2 separate regions of the Mus musculus genome follow, and region 1 is linked to region 2. The links are chromatin contacts, called in public promoter capture Hi-C maps. All regions are on one chromosome and are shown on one strand. Each heading gives the region's core, a stretch centred on a gene start, on an enhancer-like site or on the middle of the called end of the contact. The rest is flanking DNA. Distances are from core to core; before and after follow the strand shown. Region 1 holds the start of Magel2 (melanoma antigen, family L, 2). Region 2 overlaps Snhg14 (small nucleolar RNA host gene 14).

Region 1 (6,046 bases), core at 235-2,734, 2.0 Mb before region 2:
GGTGGCTTGCCAGCCTGGGGGTGTGGCCAGCTGTACCTGGGGGGCTTGTGGTACAGAGGGAACCTGTGGAGGAGCCCTTATGACTTGAGACTGGATTTGTAGGATCAAAGGCTGACCCTGTGGGGCCCAAGTGGCCAGAGGCTGCCCAGGGGGCAGCACTGTCTGAGCCATTGGTGCTCCTGATACTGGAGTCTGAATGATTGGACCTCTGGCACCTGGAGGATGGATCATCACGACACCAGGACCTGGAGGCTTGGCCATCGGAGTAATCGAAGGTGCAGGCTGGGTCATCAAGGCAGCCTGTGGAGGTGGCTGGACCATCGGAGCTCCCGGAGCAGGCGGCTGGACCATCAGGACTCCCGGTGTCAGCTGCTGGGCCATCAGGACTCCTGGAGTTGGCTGCTGGGCTATCGGTGTCCCCGTAATGGGAACATGCGGCATTGGAGTTCCATGTGGTCCCCCATGGACCATCGGGGCTCCATGAGTGAGAGGATGCACCATCGGGTTCCCCGGTGGAGGATGGGTCATAGGGTTCCCAGGAGGAGGATGGTGACCCATCGGAGTCCCAGGAGGAGGTGGGTGGGTCATTGGGGTCCCAGGAGGAGGAGGAGGAGGAGGGGGAGGAGGAGGAGGAGGAGGGTGCGCCATCGAGGTCCCGGGAGGGTGTGTCATCGGGGTTCCTGGGGGAGGAGGATGAGCCAAAGGGGCCCCCGTGACAGAAGGATGTAGCATCAGGACTCCCGGAGTTGAAGACTGGGCCATGGGGGCTCCCGGAGGGGGCTGATGGACCATCAAGACTCCAGGAGTTGGAGGCTTGGCCATCCCCCCTCCGAGCGGTGGAGCCTGGACCATTGGGGCCCCTAGACCAGGAGGCTGGGCCAGCTGAGCCACTGGGGCAGGCAGCTGGCCCTCCGGAGCCTCCCAGGCAGGTTGAGGAGCCTGCCAAGCAGCCATGGGAGCCTGCAAGTCCACTGGAGGTGGATCCCAGGGGACAGGAGGAGCCCGGGAGGAAGCAGGCGGAGCCCGCATCAGAACCGTAGGGCGGCTATGGACTGCAGGCACTGGGGACTCCGGAGGGCTGGAATCCCCCAGATTCGTACTTAGCTGCGACATGTCCCTTGCTTGACTGGTGGTGGCCCGTCTCCGGTTGCTGCGCTTTTTCTTCCAGTGCTGAGCATGCCGACGTGGCTGTCCAGGATCCCCCTCCAGCTTGAAGGCTGAATAGGAAGCCGGTGCAGACTGGCGTGTTCCGCGGTTCTCTCCGCAGCTCTCAGCGAGCGCAGCTGGGCTCTCTCAGCAGCTCTCAGCAAGCACTACCTGGCTGGCACCGCAACTCTCAGCGAGCGCTGCCTGGCTAGCACCGCAGCTTTCAGCCAAGTGCTACTGCCTGGCTTGCTCCGCCACGCAGCTCACAGCTCTCAGCTCACAGCTCGCAGCGCAGCTCACACAGAGTGTCGGCTGGCTCTGCAGCTCTCCGCAGTAAGAAGGAGGGGGGAGGGGGCTCAATCCCGCCCCTTCCCCGCCCCCGACCACCACAAGTGGATTGTTCAGAGGGGCGTCTACCAAAGTCCCGACTGACTCAATATCCCTTCTCCTGCGGTATAGATCCTCAACTAAGCTAGTTCATACTCTTTAAGCAAGAGTTTATATAGGCAAGTGATAGGGACAGATTTACGGTTCAAAAAAAATCACTGTGCTGCATTATGAAGTGGGAATAAACCACTAGCAACATGGAACATGTCCAAAGGTGGGGGTAGTGGTGTGGTCTGAGCTCAGAAACGAAGTACATTGACGTAAGAGGGACTGGGGAGCTATTCGAGACAGCTATTACAATTTAACGAAGGTGTAGAAAAAAATGACTGTATTCAGGTATCTGTCTCGGGTGTGTGAATTTCCTGGAGTAGTTTATTCTGTCAAGTAACTGAAGGGCAGGAAGCACATGCAGGGTAAGGGGAGTTGATGAATATTTGCTAGGACATGAGTCAGTCAACCCAGGGATAACATAGGTGGTCTATTATAACTGTATTCATTACGAGGATCCGAGAATCAAGTTTGCCCATTCTTTATCAAAACATAGTAGTAGTAGTGGATACAATTGTTTAAAAGTGTGTTCAGAGGGGGGAAAATCTAAACTCATCTAGAAGAATACTGACTACATCGTAGAATCGGGTAGAGAAAAGACGAGCCAATTAGAGAGGAAAGAAAAGGAACCTTGGAAGTAAATTAACAGAAATTCACGGAGGCAGAAGTTTAAACGCGGGAAAATCAACTTCTAAAGTGGGTGAGATGAGACAATAGAGTGTGAAAGACATCCTGAAAATAACAATAATTAAAAAATGAAGCAATGTGCTGGAAATTAGTTCTAGAAAAATGGAGAGTATAAGAAAAGTTTTCTGGAAAATCAGCTAAAAAATGGACATATACCATGTTAACAAATAAAGAGGTACCCATCAAAATTACTGCATATTGGTATTCTTTCTCCCCAAAATTAAGTGGCAATCTCAGTTTAGGTCAAGTTTAGTGGTTTATAGACGGTAACTAGCATTATGATTCCTTTACAAGGAGTGGTTTGCAGCCTAGGGCAGTCGTCCAAGGTGAGGAAAGAAACCACTAGGGGGCAGAAGAGAATGTTGAAGGCTGTACCCAACTCTTAACATACCTTCAGCACATGCTCCTAAATAGTTTTGTTGTTGTTGTTCGTTTTTAACTGGTGGGCCATAAAGAAGAAATATGCCCCAGGATGACTGACCGTTTGTTAAATAATTATGGCAGAATTTGGGGCTCATATTTCAGAGACCATCCAGTCTTTGAAAGCATGTTACACCAGAGATTCATGACAATCTCTCACTTCTATGTACATGCAAAACAAGGTTGCCTTCTAAGCAGAAATGACTTTCCATAGAATGAACACTTCAATGTTGTCATGATTTTCAGTTTTATTCTTCACCTCAGGTTCATAGCCCCGATCTCTACAAGAATTGTGAAATCGGGGGAATACAATCCTTTGGGAAGAACCTAGAATAAACACAGAACCCCTTTGCTCTCTTTTATGAGATATGCCACATGGCCATTTCTAACTGTGGGTGGTTTGAGGAAAACAGGCTCGTTTTCCTCATATGTTAACTCACATAAATGAAGACATCAGATTAAGTTTTCCCACTAACCATTTCTTTTCTAGAATGGTGACAGATTTGGTTTTCAGTCTGCCAAAGTGTAGGCCATCACACATGGCAAATGGTGTTCATTAGGGAACGGTTATTCTCTCTGATTTCGACATCAATGAATAGTTCTGCCATATCACATTGACTCCCACTAAACCTGCTGTATGGAAAGAGCATCTAATTATGTCAACAGACAACATACAAGCCACAAAGTAATGATTAGGAATAGTTCAGGGTGACAAAGAGAAAGACGTAGTTATAATTAGAAGCAGATGATAAACATCTCACAGCCTGTACAGTGGCCACTCCTTGGTAACATGTATCAACAACAGAAATGCGTGAGCATGGAGCATGCGTTGGTAGTAGATGGGCTGGTAATAGTGGGTACTTCCTCAAAATGCAGATCTGTAAATGCTGATCAGTTAGTGCTCTGTGGTTCAAGTCGTACCCAGGCGCCAAGAAGAGTAGGATTCCCTCTGTAAACTGACCATATTAAAACATAAAAAATTCAAGCATCTCCAGACTAGAGAGCCATATGCACGGCAAATTTGAGTTCCTTTTTTTTCCCTTGTGAAATCTTTCAGCTTCCAGAGTCCCCCATTAGCCTTTTATGCAAGTCCAGTTCTTTTCCTCAATAACTATGAGTTGCGCATTCCTCTTCCTCAAGAAGAGCTTGAAAATTCAAGAAAATTCATAGAAAACACAATGGAAATGAATATAAAACATTCATGGAATTTTCACATCTGTCTGTTCCTTCAGTTGCATAAGTTAGTGTATAATAGATGTGAGGAAATAGTGGGAAAAAATGGAAGAAAGAAGATTTACCCTTGCATCATAGGAGCAGTGTTTGATTTTAAAGCTTTCAGGAGCTTTGCTTTGACACACTAGTTAACATTGAGAACACAGACCAGTCGGTAAGGGGCTGTGGACTGAATCTGTAAGATTTCAACACCAAAGCTGACTCCCTCGGTCTCCTATTTAGGTGGTAGAGTTTGTATAGATACTCTGAAGTGAGGGAAGTAAGTTGTGGTTTTCACAACTCAAAAATCACTTGCTTATGATACATTCTTTGCCAAACATCCAGTAGATGCCTAGAAATGTGCTATATATACAACTATGTACAAGAACCTCAAGGCAAGATTTGATTGTTCATTCCATACAGATACTAATGTGATGATTTTAGTGTTACTGTGGAAAAATGTATTGATCATAATTGACAGAAATAAACAAGTATTCACTTTGTTTGGAACATAAGTAGTGTGTAACTATTATGATAAATGCATCTGTGAAATGAAACAACAACAACAAAAGAAAGACTCTTGAATACTCTTCAAATAGATCAACTGTATAAGAAAAGGAAATATATCCAAGATACCAGACATAAAAATAGTTGAAAGAAAAATTATAAGGTCTTCATTAAGATGGGAAATTATTATTTACTTAATGATTGTTATTTGATAAAATATTGCCCTCAGATTCCTATATATACTATTTGTTGTTTAAAATATTTTTAAGTATTTGGTTTCATTTTGTTTACAAGTAGTGTAGGATCAGAATGTTAATTTACTTGCTTAAGATTTAGCAATAGATAGCAGAATGCAGATTTTTTAATATAGCAAGTTGATAGCCAAAGGCAGCAGTCTTAGTCACTAAAGCAGGGATGCACAAACCCTGAAGATTTACATGTAATTAACATACAATAAAATGCACAGATTTAAGATAATTTTAATTAGTTCTTTCGAGTATCATTTAACATTCAGAGGGATATTTTCATCATTAAAGAGAATTCTCACTTGCCATTGTAGCCATTTTTCTACATTCAAAAGCAAAAATTTTCTCTTCTGCCTTGTGTTTAATTTACTTACTCACTAAGGCAGTTTTCATTTATAAAAGCCACCAATAGGTATATGTTATTTATTTTTAAGATTCTGTTGTTTGGTGAACTGCAAACATTTACCTATTAGAAATTTGTTTTCTAACTCTGAAATTGATAGAATTGTATTTCCTACTCCATAAATCATTTACTATAATATTCTAGCATCTGGGGTAGTCATAACTCAATGTTATTAGTAAGTTCCATTCCTTGTCCTTGGTAACATATGCTTTCATTTATTTTAGCTAAATTACTAGGAGTGAGGGGTGAGGTCAAAGGTCTGGTATTTGTTTGTAAGATTCTGAGTCACTCTCCAGAGTTATGTTAGGACATTTTATACTCTCAGAACATAAAGAGAGGTCAGATACTCATATCATTGCCAAATTCTGTAACTTTAAATTTGTAAGTTCCTTCCATTTTAATGATGGCATTGCAGTGAAAGTAGAAATGTGTTTGTATAATTCTATACTCAGATTGGAAAATATGAGTGCCACATTCTTGTCAAACTGATACTGAAGGACATTTTAATTGTCATAATAATTATAGATACTTATTAGGTGTGTGTGTGTGTGTGTGTGTGTGTGTGTGATAATTAGACGCATCTACAAAATCTGTAATTACCAATTAAGATTAATTAGCATTTTATCTCCTTAACTAGTGGTTGTTTCGTTATATTAAGAACCATAGAATAAATTCATCCTAGTTTTCTATAAAAATGTGGCAAATTATTGAAACTAACCCACATCCTAATGTACAGCACAGTAATAAAGCTTGTTATCCTTATCTAACTATATTTTGGTACATGCCATCTCACTTCTATCCCTTTCCAATCTCCATTGTGACACAAGCAGCTATTATCATACTCTCTAGGTCTATCACAATAAACTTTAAAGTTCTGTTATGGACAGAGAACAAGTATTTTTCCTTTGTGCTTGGGCATTCATTCCATACAGTTCCATCCATGATGTAGCGAATAAGTCTGTCTGTCATACAAACCCCGGCTGAATCCCAC
Region 2 (5,907 bases), core at 1,495-3,994:
GCTCCATTCACTCCTTGGCTGTGGGTTTCTATATTTGTCTGATTCAGCTACTGGGGAGAGGTCTCAGAAAACAACATGATCCCGACTGCAAGCCTAACAGAGTATCATTAGTAGTGTTAGGGATTGGTGCTTACCCATGGCTTTGGTCTCAAGTTGGGCTAGTTGTTGTTTGGCAATCCCCTTAGTTTCTTCTCCATCCCCTGTCCTTACATTTCTTGTAAAGAGGATAAATTTTGGGTTGAAAGTTCTGTGGGTCCTTTGGTGTCTCTATTACTTCAATGAGGTTCCTGCCTGGCTACAGGAGGTGGCATCTTCAGGTTCCATATCCTCAAAGTTATTAGTCACATGTAAGGTGACCTGCAATGATTCCTGGGCACTTCTATTATCCCAGGTCTCTAGCTTGTCCTCTAGATGCCACCCCACCCCCCTACATCTCCTTACTTCCATCAGTTGCAGATTTCCTTTCATTGTCATGGCCACCTCGTCATCTTACTGTCCTTCTGCTTTTCCTATTGATATATATATATATATATATATATATATATATATATATATATATATATATATATATATACATTTACTTAATTTTGACTCTGTAGAAGACTGAAAGATGTACCAAACTATGAGCATTACACTATTATAAATTGATCAAATACTATGAACAGAGCAATAATCATAGATACTTTCAAGGGTATTGTGTTTGTCTACCCACAGGTTTCTGGCTGTAATAGCAATAAGAGTTAAGTGTTAAGTGTAGAAAACTATTGAGTACATCCATGAAATTCATGTAACAATTTTATCATTTGGCATTTTTTAGCAGTACAGTCTCTTTAATCACTGGGATTCAAAGCCTAGTGTGATTGATTTCTTTCCTCCTCTGGTGGCATAGAACTGCTTCCAGTGCCATGAAAGATATCCATTAGGGATCAAAATTACAGGTCAATTCTATATTGATTTCCCACTCTTCTATAACTTAAGAATGTAGTGTGTTCAGCTAAAGGGCAGTTTAACCAAGAACGTTAACAATAGCATTGCAATGAATAGGATCTCCCTAGAAAACAAGCCAATACAAAGAGGTAACACATTTCTGGTATTAGATTTTATATTTGTTAGCCTGTAGTGTCCAGTAAAGAAATGGTTATTCTGTTATCAGTTAACCCTATTGTTTAAATATTGGTATGTGTATATACATATTAAGAACACTTTTAGAGTAGTCACTTTCCATATGACTTATTCAAAATGCCTCCAGTACTATTTATCCTTTTCTATGTTCCTTCTTTTATTCTGCTCTTCTATTGCCCTCACTGATTAATCCTCGATGTATCATAATTTTCCTTTAGTCCTTTATACCACTCACTGGTTATAAAGCATTCTCTTTCTTTATATGCATTTCCATACACCTTTACTAGTTTCCTAATGTATATAGTTATTCCAAATACAACACACATATCTGAAAAAATAATATCAGCTTTACCTCTGAATCATGTTCTTCTGTGACAAAATTTCAATAACTTTAAGGGAATAATAGTTGAGGTGTTTTGAGGTGCACACATATCTGTAATTTATGTCCTCATCTTCCCAAGTACCTGAGATTATAGTCCTCCTGCATTACCAGGGACACTGATATTCTAGCTTTCAAAATTGTATGAAATCATCATGGAATAATGAATGGTGGGATTTTTAGAAACTTTAAATTTAAGGAATAACAGGAAAAATCATAGAACCTCTTCTCTTGCTAAGGCGTGTAGCCAAGAGATAAACAAACTTGTCAAGTGTATACGATGTCATAGTTTAATACCTAAAAGCAAGAACTAAAAATTAAAAACTCCTGCAAGTGTTATGAATGTTCTGATAATTTTTGTTTTACACACATTCATTCACAAACAGGTAAATGTAATGTGTTTATTGAATGACGGTCATGGAATACATAGGCGAGCTTTACCTTAAAAATAATAAACAAATTTGTAACAAAACTATCCAGTGCTTTCCAATTCTTTTAGTTATTAATTAGCAAAATAGAAAATTCGGTCTGGGCATCCAAATCTAAACTCGAAAACCTACACGTGTGTGAAAATATAGTTCAGTGGTAGAACATTTGCTTATCTTAAAAAAAAACAAAAACAAAAACAAAAACAAAAAGAGCCATCTTTCTATCTGTAACAGTCTGCAGTTCATGTTTCTTTTTCTTCATATGCTTCAATTTGTATTCTATATTATTATGCAAAATGTACAACTGTTATAAGATCTAACCGCGAAACAGTATTTGTTAAAAGGTGAGGTGTGTGTTAACTTCGTTTTATATTTTAAGAAATTGTAAAGTCCTAAATAGACATTAAAATACCAAAGTAAGTTTTATTAGAAAATACAGTATTATACTTTGTGCATAATAATTTTTACCATCGATGATTTCATTGCTTCTGCATAAATTACTTCACAAAGGAGTGATACGTGGGGTAATCACAAAGAAAATTTCGGTCCCTGTAGTTTTGCCATTTTTCCTCTACAGCTTCTCGCTGTCTGATGGAGACATTCCTTAAGGCGATGTTGCCTTCGTTTTTACACATCTTTTAAATTATATGCTTCCTAGAGAATACCAACTGTTGAAAACCCACTTTCAAACTGCTTCGTTTCCACCCCCACCCCCCAGCCCCCTCCCACCGCCGCCGCCGCCGCCGCAGTCGCTGCGGTCGCTGTGGCCGCTTTAGTCTCCTCTCCGCAAGACCAGCCACAGCAGGAAATGCGTCAAAAACCTGCGCAGTGGATGCGACGAGCCTGCGGAGGAAAGACAGGCTTGATAACGCAGAGTAGGGAAAGGCTCGGGGTGAAGCAGGAGAGTCGGTGGGTCCGTGGGAGAGCAACTTCATAGATGCAGAGGGGACTGAGATGCAGGGGGAAAGGGAGGTTTGCGGAGAGGAAACCTAGGAGAGGGACAACATTTGAAATGTAAATAAACCAATAAAAACTTTAAAAAAAAAAGAAGCCCAGGGGACCAAATATTCTCTTCTTTGAGGGTTTCTCCGAGCCACAAACAGAGATGCACTGTCAGACTGACTTAACTTCCTGTTGTCACAGGGGCACTGTGTGATTCCGGATTCATCTTCAGTTTTCAAGTTTTGATAAAATCCGAAATCGATTAGCTAATGAATTCGCAATCATACGGGTTTTAGGAGTCTCGGCATTTTCTACTGAGCTGCTTTTCTGTAGCTGTAGCTTTATAAATGAGCCCTAAGTATTTGCTTTTTTAAAGGAATATACTCCAGCATTAGCCTTAAATCAGATCAGCGGGGACGGGATATGGCTCAATCTGCTGTTTATTTTTAAAGTTAAAATATTTACATTGAATTTTCAGGAGGTTTGAAGGCTTAAAAATAAAACGTTCAGTGTGATTTTCTTAAATACAGTGTGAATGTCCTACAGACGTTTTGCTTTTCGTTCTAACATCCAGTAATTTTCTACCAATATAATCTCTAAACAGGAATGATACATACATCCATATATGCATATATGTATGTATATATGTGTGTCTGCGTGTGTGTGTGTGTGTATGCTTATATATGATATTTGCTTCAGTCACACAATACATTTTCAAGTGTCATGCCACGTAATGCATCTTCAAGTGTTTATGCCACAGAAGGGTGTGTGTGTGTTAATTATTTAGTACTCTTTTTAAAACTGGCTACAGTGAAGCTGATGATTATGACAGGAAAAGAAACTTCAACATAGTCTTATGGTTGGGACATTAAGGTTATATCAGATTACATCAGATATTCTTGATTTATTTATAGCTAAGAAGTGTGTGAAGGATCATTGGATAGAAAATTGTTATGCACTAAGAGAGACTCTGGCTGAAGTAGGATCAAAGTAATAAGACTTCATTTGGAAAATGGTGCAGGAGAAGAAACACACTCAGTTGTGCATGGTTGTAATTTCTCCCTCCCTTAAAATGATTCTAGTTTAAATACACTTTTATGTAAAAGTGTACAGATATTCAGAAATAAGGTTCTAGATCATAAAGAAAATTGTATTAAAGAAAGACAATTCTCACATGATGAAGTTTTGTTTTTTATTGAAAATAGATTAATCATTCAATATATTCTAATTACAGTTTCCCCTCCCTCACCCCTCACAGTTTCTCCCCATCTCTCCTCCCTCTGCATACACCCCTTTCAGTCTCTTGTTAGAAAAGGAAAGGCTTCTCAGAGATAATAACAAAATGTGACAAATTTTGGAAACAATGCCTCCATAGCCAAATGGAACCTAGAAGTCAAAATTCTTTGGAGAGTCTTTCCTAGAAACTACAAAATGTGTTTGGCTTAGTTGGAGGGTAATGAGGGTGTTCAGAAAAGGAAAGTATCACACTGAGCTTAAATAAGTGGCTAGATTTGAGAATCAATGCTACTGGGGACCAGGGAAAACAACTATGTCCCAATCCTCATAACTTATGTCCTCATGTTAACTATGTTAATCCTCTTAACATAGGCTGACAGTAATGTCACCCTATTTGTATGCCATAACTTATCTTCATATTTTGTATGAATCATAACACTGCTTCTGAACAAGATTTAGAATTTCCTACCATGTGTGTGTGAAAATTTTTCATTACGTTGATTTTTATATTGCTGTCTGTCTTCTATGTTATTTCTTTACCCTATCAAGAATAGAGTCCTAAGCCAGGCTGTAGTGGTGCACACCTTTAATCCCAGCACTTGGGAGGCAGAGGCAGTTGGATTTCTGGGTTCAAGGCCAGTCTGGTCTACAAAGTGAGTTCCAGGACAACCAGGGCTATACAGAGAAACCCTGTCTTGAAATAAACCAAAAAAAAAAAAAAAAAAAGAGTCCTAGAGCCAAGACTTTTATGATATGGTTCATATGACAGGTTTCCATGGTTTTGTGTCACTGTCATATGGTAATAAATTTTCTTAACATATCTAAGTCGAAATATTACATTTCTCTAGCCTTTTTTATTATTTTCATATATGGATATCCTTCTATATTGTCCAGAAACATCTGTTTGTATCAGGGCATTCAATCCTTTTCTCCTGAGCCTGAACGTTAAAATTAGTAACTAGAATGGCTGTTTAAAAATTGACTTGTCACTAGACCAATGACTCAGCAGTTAAGAGATATAACTGTTTTTCCAGAGGAGCCAGGTTCAATTTTCTGCACCCACATTTCAACTCACAAGCATCTGTCTTTAGTCCCAGGAGATGTGAGACACTCTTTTCTGGCCTCCATAGGCACTGGAGACACGCCACACAGACACATTAAAGGGTAATGCCAATATACAAATACATAATATTTTAAAAATCTAAAAATACAAAGTCTTTCATTGCAATTGGCCTATTATTAAGGGAAATTGAGTCTATGCCACAAAATAATGATTTAAAAAGTTTTATCATTCTACAAATTCTGATCATTCTCTGTACAATAGAACAAAATCAAAGATGGAATCTTCTCTCTTAGCTTCCTGTGCACCTGGAAAGGTGGTGAGGTGGAAATTTCAGAACTAAAATACAACAACAACAACAACAAATAGCTTTAGCTTTTTAAAATGATAAGATAAAAAGGACAAATCCCAGGTCATCATCAGACTCCTCAGATTCTTTTAACATTCTTTCCTCTTTCTTCTAGTCAGCTGGGTTATCCCTGCTGGAGGGGCTTGGACCACCTGCTGGTGCATTTCCCTGTGCTGTGGAAAGATCACACCTCTTCATCACACTTCTAGATGGGGCTCCATATGTTTACAATGAGCAGAGATACTACAAACAAGCCAGGCCAGTAAGGCTTAATATTGAAATCAGATAATTTAATGAGACTATTAATCAATTCTCTTATTGCTTGTCACATCATAGTACATAGTGCAGTTCACAAGCAAAATAGATGAAGGCTATATACTTCAGGCTACTG

What was found. Promoter capture Hi-C pulls out the DNA fragments that hold promoters and counts their contacts.
Region 1: a promoter capture Hi-C map of embryonic stem cells shows a contact between it and region 2, with 25 times the contacts expected there. The contact joins the promoter of Magel2 here to the enhancer-like site in region 2. A contact is called at or near these places in 5 of 39 promoter capture datasets (cranial neural crest, embryonic stem cells, frontonasal cranial neural crest and 2 more), 2 of 15 datasets of contacts at CTCF or cohesin (pro-B cells and stem cell-derived epiblast-like cells), 3 of 115 datasets of contacts at active chromatin or transcription factors (embryonic stem cells and stem cell-derived neural progenitor cells) and 1 of 9 other capture datasets (liver).

Annotation. Positions count from the first base shown.
Region 1 is chr7:62,372,417-62,378,462 of GRCm38.p6, reverse strand. Magel2 (melanoma antigen, family L, 2) reads right to left here and starts at 1,484. Exons shown (of 1, transcript NM_013779.2): 1 at 1-1,484. The coding sequence starts at 1,113. All of the region lies in intron 1 of Gm32061 (predicted gene, 32061), which reads left to right.
Region 2 is chr7:60,388,253-60,394,159 of GRCm38.p6, reverse strand. The region is part of intron 3 of Snhg14 (small nucleolar RNA host gene 14); the gene reads left to right. It also overlaps a transcript of Snrpn not described here. Among named protein-coding and RNA genes, the nearest start is that of Snhg14, 59 kb to the left of the region's middle. Within about 2 kb of position 2,744, at least 98 of the 459 cell types and tissues checked have an H3K27ac peak or open chromatin away from gene starts, as enhancers often do. A contact at or near this core is called in embryonic stem cells, where this site is marked.